2 separate regions of the Macaca mulatta genome follow, and region 2 is linked to region 1. The links are chromatin contacts, called in public Hi-C maps. All regions are on one chromosome and are shown on one strand. Each heading gives the region's core, a stretch centred on a gene start, on an enhancer-like site or on the middle of the called end of the contact. The rest is flanking DNA. Distances are from core to core; before and after follow the strand shown. Region 1 holds the start of ORC2 (origin recognition complex subunit 2). Region 2 holds the start of NDUFB3 (NADH:ubiquinone oxidoreductase subunit B3).

The links. A called contact is a pair of places that touch in the nucleus more often than the background predicts.
Region 2: a Hi-C map of fetal cortical plate shows a contact between it and region 1, with 2.1 times the contacts expected there. The contact joins the promoter of NDUFB3 here to the promoter of ORC2 in region 1. A contact is called at or near these places in 2 of 14 Hi-C or Micro-C datasets (fetal cortex germinal zone and fetal cortical plate).

What each region holds. Positions count from the first base shown.
Region 1 is chr12:106,073,584-106,077,490 of T2T-MMU8v2.0, reverse strand. ORC2 (origin recognition complex subunit 2) reads left to right here and starts at 1,584. Exons shown (of 19, transcript XM_077957354.1): 1 at 1,584-1,754; 2 at 2,879-2,947.
Region 2 is chr12:106,173,898-106,178,131 of T2T-MMU8v2.0, reverse strand. NDUFB3 (NADH:ubiquinone oxidoreductase subunit B3) reads right to left here and starts at 2,832. Exons shown (of 4, transcript XM_077957356.1): 1 at 2,768-2,832; 2 at 1,355-1,434. It overlaps HYCC2 (hyccin PI4KA lipid kinase complex subunit 2), which reads left to right and starts at 3,158. Exons shown (of 12, transcript NM_001194005.2): 1 at 3,158-3,217.

The DNA.
Region 1 (3,907 bases), core at 335-2,834:
TGTTAACTGTTAAGCTATGTTCTCTTTATCTTCTGTCTCTAGTCACTCCCCAAATTCTTTTTATTTACAATGCACAAAAAATTGCCTTTCTCTTCTGTTTTCTTAACTCCACCTAGCCAAAATAGAATAATGAGGTATCAAGGCTACGATCATTTCTTTCTCAACTGGATTTCCTAAACAGCTTCCAAATCTCGTGACTCTGTATCTTCCCTCCCAATCCTACCTCCTTTATCCAAAGATCTTTCAATACAAATCTGACCAGTGCCCTAACGGCCAACTAAGCCCTTCATAATAACAGACCCAACGCTTGGCATTTTACACAGCTGTTACACGGATTTGGACCTTCTACCTGGAAAATGTCACCCCTCTTGACCTGTTTTAAATCTATTCAACACTCAGGTTTCAGTTTAAACATCCCTTCCTCCAAGAAAATTGTTCCTGACTCCTTCTGGACTTTTAATTAGATACTCCTACCATGTGCTCCAATGCACTTCCCATATAATAGCATTTTTCTCAATATTTTCCGTTCAATATCTTCAAGTGCTAGGTAACTATAGTGAATGCAGAGATTGTAGGTGTCTCGCTATATACTGAATCCTTATCTTCTGATTCGCAGAGTACTCTGTAGTTTTGTTTTGTTTTGAGTCAGTGAATCCAAATGAAATAGTACCCTGTTCTTAATACTGTATGGATCCCATCCAGGTTCATTCCTTTTCTTCCTCATTTTCTCTGTCTTGTCTTTTTTATATTTTGGATAGTTGAAGTCAATCATTTACTCTGTCTATTCATTCTATTTCCCCAGCCTCTTCATCCCACTAGCCGTCCGATCCCATCTCCATAATTCAGTGCTTCTCCTAACGTCTCTTTTCCCTACTCCAAACCCTGGAGATGTACAAGATCCTACCTTTCACGCCAAATGAAGAAAATATTTAAAAAAGAAACACGAATCAATTTCCATTACCTTTTTCTTCAAAAGGTACCTGGCGAAACCAACGAACACTTTTTTTTTTTTTGAGACGGAGTTTCGCTCTTGTTGCCCAGGCTGGAGTGCAATGGCGCGATCTCGGCTCACTGCAACCTCTGCCTCCCGGGTTCAAGCGATTCTCCTGCCTCAGCCTCCCGAGTAGCTGGGATTACAGGCGCCCGCCACCTCGCCCGGCTAATTTTGTATTTTCACTAGAGACGGGGTTTCTCCATGTCAGTCGGACTGGTCTCGAGCTCCTGACTTCAGGTGATTCGCCCGCCTCGACCTCCCAAAGTGCTGGGATTAGAGGCGTGAGCCACTGCGCCCGACCCCAAGTACACAGCCACCACTCAGCCAGCTATTCCGCAAACTTCCTCGCATCCACACAACACTTCCTTCTCCCTTCCCCGGAAACGGAAAGAGGAAAGGAAAGATAAGGCCCACAACTCAGGGCCTAAGGATCCGTTTTCCTCAGGTTTCCTGATGGGCGGGGCCGAGTGGCCGGCGCCGACTGGCCGGCACAGCCGTCGCTCTTGGCCGACTCCTCTTCCTATTGGCTTCCCCGGGCACCGCCCCCTGAACAGGGCGGGAGATTCGGTGTGCCGCACGCAGGTTTCCCATCCCCCAGCTGGCCTGCAGGGCTCCTTACCTCCGCCGTCGTCGGGCGTGAATTACTAGAAATTGGCTTCTCCCGTTGGTGCCGAAGGTGCTTTCCCTGCGGCGGCGATTCAGCGGGGTGTCGTTCGGCCGGCGTGAGGCGGCCGGATCGGCGCCAGGCGGAAACCTAGCGGTGAGTAGTGGGGTGTCGGAGCAGCCTGCCTCCCTTTTCTGCTTAGCTCGCGGCTTGTGGGGCGCATCCAGGTGCACACAGCCCCGCGTCGGAGCTTGGCCCCCAGCGTCCCACGTCGCGCATCTCAGGGCTTTCCCTCGGCACTCGGGGCATGGTCTCTGCGCCTCTCTGCCCCCCGCAGGCTGCCCGGGGGCTCGAGAACCCTTTGCTGGTGGAGCGCAGCCAACTGGCCAGAGGTTGGAGGCGCAAGCCAAAGTCCTTTAATACTTGAGGTGAGAGGCTCGCTCTGGGAGGACCTTTCGTTAGTCTGCCCAGCAGTTAAAAGCCTTTTGTGAAAGGGACGCCTAATATTAACATACCTGATTCCCAGCTTACGAAGCCCTCTGGTTGGAAAAGAACTGTGAAGATCTGTAACGAAAGTGGTAAAGTGCCCTGTGAGGTATGAAGAGGAAGAGATCGCATCCCAGAACCACTGTAGCTAGAACCTTTGATGTCATCCCAGCCTGGAGGCACCCATGTGTCCTGCTAACTGATCGGTCACCTTGGAGCCACGCTTGGCTGTAAAATGTTGATAAGCCAGGCCCTTTTGGTAGAGCTTTTTAATCAAAAAGATGTTGAGACGTTACTTTTCATTTTACAATTGAAATCCTAATAGAATCGTTACACTTTCCCCCAGTTAAATTGTAATCTGAAGAAAAATAGCACGGTCCTACACCGTTGTATAAGGGCACTGCACGTTAAACGGTCATCATCACTTATTGAGCAGTTTTTCTGTTAGATGTTGAATGAGTTAGAGATGTACAAGAAATCTGCATGGTGAAGTTGAAGTTTAAAGTAAAAATATCTCAGTGTGTACTGCAGTAAGGAGCTAAAAAAGAAAAAGGTTAAAGAAAAAATTACCGATAATTGGGAGCATTCAGTGATGCTCTTTTATACATCAGGCACATGATTTCATTTAATCGTCAGGACTTTGGACAAAGTCACACAGTTATAAAGTATGGAGTGGAGATTGGAACTCACGTTTCTCTGATATTAAAATTGGTGCTTAACCACTAATCTCTCCAACCTTTTTCAAAGGATTATGTTTTTAAAAATTACAGCAAATCTTTCATTTGCTTTCAAAGGAGAGTGTGTTGCTAACACTTGGTGCTGCTGAATTGCTTTGAAGTTAACTCCTTGAAAGGGGTTGACAGGTAAGCACCAAGGCAGTGCCTTGAAGGGTCATAATGGTCACTAAATATTGCATTTTATTGTGTGATTGTTAGGTTTTTTGTTTGTTTGTTTGTGTGTTTGTTTTTCAGGAACTGTTGGAAAGGAAAGAAGGAAACGTTTCTCATGAGGTCTTTGTAGACATTTTCTTTAATTTGGTGATTTTGTACTATTTAGTAAGATGCTCCAAAATTAGAAAAGGAAATGTTTGTATAAATGCATTTGGCTACAAACAAGACTGAGGATGCCTCTGTCCAGGCAATTCTTATATAGAATACCATAGGGAAATTGCCTAGGACAATACTCAGTTGCCTAGAATATTTGTTTTTAAATTTTCCTAGAAAATCTCGTCCCCCCCATCCCCAAGAACAACTAAACTTTGGCCAATAAGAATTATGTAACAGACCTTTACTTGCTTTTTCCTTTGATTACCAGGAAGCTCAGAGCCAAAAATTCGTTTTGTGATTTTATTTTCTGCTTTCCTTTATATTTTTTCTGGTGTAGACTCCCTATTAGCATTTATAATTTATAATTTGTTTTATCACATTTGATCCGTGTCATTGCTTCAAATCCTTTGTAGTACATGGCAGCATATAATTAAGTAAAATAATGTAGATTATGCTGACTCTGGCCATGCTCTTTGAAGTATGCTTGATAGAACTAGTAATGTTTCACCCAATGAACTGGAAAGTTAGAGAAACTATAGAATTCTTTGGACATTCTATAGTTACGGGCTATAGAATACCCTAACCCTAACTGACATGTAGAGAAATAACTAGACCTATTATGAATGGTTTTCAGAGGTCAAAACAAGCATTTAGCATTCAGCACAGTAGTTCACACCTGCAGTCCCAGCACTTGGGGAGGCTGAGGTGGGCAGATCGCTTGAGCTCAGGCCACCCTGGGCAACATGGGGAAACCCCGTCTCTACAAAAAAATACAAA
Region 2 (4,234 bases), core at 1,583-4,082, 99 kb before region 1:
GAGGTCAGGAGTTCAAGAAAAGCCTAATCAACATGGCAAAACCCCATCTCTACTAAAAATAAAAAAATTAGTTGGGCATGGTAGTGTATGCCAGTAGTTCCAGCTACTAGGGAGGGTGAGACAGGAGAATCACTTGAACCTGGGAGGTGAAGGTTGCACTGTGCTGAGATTGCACCACTGCACTCCAGCCTGGGCAACAGAGTGAGACTCTGTCTCAAAATAAATAAATAAATAAATAAAAATAAAAAAAAAAGTAAATAAAATAAAGTGTCTTTGGAACAATTTGGATATATGAATTTACTTTATCAAATGTAAATCTTATGATCACGGATCAAAGGTTTCCATTTATGGAATATAAAAAATATATTTAAAATATTTTCTTAGAGACATCAAGACTCTTGTCTCTAAAAAAACAAAAGAAAATTTTTTAGGCCGGGCGCGGTGGCTCAAGCCTGTAATCCCAGCACTTTGGGAGGCCGAGACGGGCGGATCACAAGGTCAGGAGATCGAGACCATCCTGGCTGACACGGTGAAACCCCGTCTCTACTAAAAAATACAAAAAACTAGCCGGGCGAGGTGGCGGGCGCCTGTAATCCCAGCTACTCGGGAGGCTGAGGCAGGAGAATGGCGTGAACCCGGGAGGCGGAGCTTGCAGTGAGCTGAGATCCGGCCACTGCACTCCAGCCTGGGCGGCAGAGCGAGACTCCGTCTCAAAAAAAAAAAAAAAAAAAAAAAAAAAGAAAATTTTTTTTTTGAGATAGCCTCACTCTGTTGCCCAGGCTGGAGTGCAATGGGTGGTGTGATCTCGGCTCACTGCAACCTCCGCCTCCTGGGTTCTAGTGATTCTCCTGCCTCAGCCTCCCGAGTAGCTGGGATTACAGGCATGCGCTACCACAACCGGCTAATTTTTTGTACTTTTAGTAGAGACAGGGTTTCACCATGTTGGTCAGGATGGTCTCGATCTCCAGACCTAATTATCCACCCAAAGTGTTGGATTACAGACGTAAGCCACCATGCCCAGCCTAAGAAAAATGTTTTTAAAAGAATCTTTATAGCCACATTGTTTATTCTATCTCCCAACTGTAAACAACCCAAATGTCCAATTACAACAGAAGCGATTATGGTATAGTCACACTATATATTATACAACCAAAAACTACATGCAAAAGTATGATTGAATCTTCACAAATATAATAATGAGCAAGGGGTGAGTCAGAAAAAAAATACACATGCACTCGGATCCTATTTATATAAATTGAAACGCCTAACAATTCATTTTTTTAGGAATTCATCATAGATGGAAAAATTAAAGTAAAACAAGTGAGTGCTTAGCACAAGTCAGGATAATGGTTACCTCTTGGTGGAGGAGATGGAATCACAGAAACATACAGGCAGCTAAGGCAGTGTTTTTCAACCAATTTTTAATTATTGTCCCTGTAAGGAACCTTTCTAGACATTTTATTCCTAATCACGACCCTCCCACCATGAAAATTTAACACTACATACACACTATATATGTTTATATACTGTGGCCCTTTGGAGGGACACAACTCATTGTAGTAACTAAGACCTACTACCCCAGCCCCACCAATTTTCACCCCCCTGAAATGCAAAATCACCCCTGTTAAGAATGCATGTTCTAAGGTATTGGCAATGCTTTCTTTTCTTTTTTTTTTTTTTTTGAGACAGAGTCTTGCTCTGTCGCCCAGGCTGGGGTGCAGTGGCCGGATCTCAGCTCACTGCAAGCTCCGCCTCCCGGGTTTAGACCATTCTCCTGCCTCAGCCTCCCGAGTAGCTGGGACTACAGGCGCCCGCCACCTCGCCCGGCTAGTTTTTTGTATTTTTTAGTAGAGACGGGGTTTCACCGTGTTAGCCAGGATGGTCTCGATCTCCTGACCTCGTGATCCGCCCGTCTCGGCCTCCCAAAGTGCTGGGATTACAGGCTTGAGCCACCGCGCCCGGCCGGCAATGCTTTATTTTCTAATTTAAGAGGTGGTTACGGGAGTGTCTGCTTCTGTTAGTTATAATTTTAAAAAATGTATGTTTTATACACCCTTCTGTATGTATACTTGACAATAAAAAATAAAATTAGAAAAATTGACTTAAATTGTGCTGAGGACTGAAAAATGCTGGTTATTTCCGTTTCAGAGCAGCTCAAATAACAGTAAGGAAATTAATTAAATAAAGAAAAAAACATGCAACCAAAAATTTAAAAAGCTATCTATCTGTGTCTGAAGTGAATCTAAAAGTCTGATGAGGATCAACTTCCACTAAAGGAAGCTGGCTCTAAGAAGATGTGTGCTGGTATCCTTTCCCTAAGAAAGAAATAAGAAGATAATGCCACTTCCACTACGTGCAATTTTAGTTTACCGAAGACTACCAAGTATATATCTTAACTTCCTCGTATTTAAAAAACTGTGATTATATGAATATTAGGAAATAACAAATGAACTGTTTTACTTTTAGTGATGCTGTTCTTCTGCCTTTGTTCTATTCAAAGCCAAACAAAGACAATTTTGCGTGTGGCAAAGGCGGGAAAAAGCACTTTTATGTAACAACTACAGTAATGCTCACTGAATCCTCCAATCACCCCTCCCTACCCCAACTTAAACTTAGACTTCATTAGTTCTCGCCTGCTAGTTCTTTGATCTCCCTTCCAGCCTCCCATCCTTCTCCATTTATTTAGTCTCTCCTTTTCTACACTCCCCAGAATAGAATCTAGCTCTTAATCCTAATCAACCGGTCTCCCACCAACTCCCTAATTTACCTGAATTCAATCTGACCTCTCAGGACACTCAACTCTGCAACCGGAACCAACCGGAAGCGGAGGTTGTCACCTCGAGTTTCTCACGGCAGGAAAGCGGAGAAGCCGCTTAACGTTCCGGTACTGGGTTAGAGATTCCTAAATCAGGAAGAGATTACATGAAGGAGGCTGGAAGTCGATTATCTTCCCCACATATGTGCATCTTCAATCTGACTGAGGTAACAGATACTGTAGAAGAGAAAAAGGCGGGGAAGAGAACATGTTCTTCTTCCTTGGGGACGGAACCCTTAGACACCGCACAGGGGGCAGGGCCGCGGACATACTGAAGCCAATCAGGGAGGCTGTTGTTGAGCGCGTGCTCTCACCCAATGAAAGGGTTGGTTGTTGCGCTGCAGTTGGCAGGCTGCTGCGGGAGGCGGTGGCAGTAGGAAGCCGGAGACAGCAGGGTGACAGGTAGGCGGTGGTACTGTCTTTGGGGGACGCAAAGTGCTAGGTGAAGAGGGTTTTTCTTCTCCTTCGGCCGCGGAAACTACAGAGGGTAGCTGGCGTGGGTGGTCTGGAAAGGCGGTAGTTGGTGTGTTGGTGGTCCCAGAACCTCTCGTAAACCAGGTAACATCTTGGGAGGGTCCTGAGGAGGAGAAGGCTGCAGCCGAGGCGGGTGGAAGCCGAGCCCTGTGGGGCGACGTGGGGGCCCACCTAGGGCGTGGGGGCTGCGCTGGCGCCAGCAGAGAGGGAGGAGAGAGGCGGGAGCAAGGCGGTGTAGTGAGGGCTGAAGGGATTCCTTGCACAAAGCCCTAGGCGAGAAAAGGACACGGCATTGAAGACAGCTAAGAAATCCCAGTGATTGCTTCTTAGGGCTATTTCCTGGGGGTGGTGAAGGGGAGCGGAGAAGAAAAATATTTACGGGCGGTCAGATCCTGAAAACTCATTATTGCTGTACATTATGTAATCTTTGGCGGTTATTTACCCAAACAACTAGGTTGCCCCTCCTGGGAGAGAAGGTCTTTCAACCTATTAATGTATTAGAACACTTTTTTCTTTGGCTTGAGTGTCTTTTACCTTGGCAGGTTCTGTAGGCGAAGGGTGGTAGCATGGAGGATAGAGTAGTCACGAAGAGCTTATCCCAAATATGGACTTGACTTGACAGATACTAGGTTGCGATGAATGTGGTTCATGTTTTGTAGTTTGCAGGTTCATGTTTTGTAGTTTGTGAATTTATTTGAGGGTCAAGGCTGACAACATTTAAAAAAAATCTTCAGGAAAGTGGGGATCCTTAAAAAATTTACAGTGGGAGCTAAGTGTAAGTTGGAAAATGAGTAGAAAATTAGTTGGCAGATCTCTTCCTCCCCCCAGGATATTGTGGAAGTTAGCAACTGTGCAAATAAGGTGGTGGTCTGAATTTGGGCAAAAAAGTCAATTTTTTTTTTTTTTTTTTTGAGACGGAGTTTCGCTCTTGTTGCCCAGGCTGGA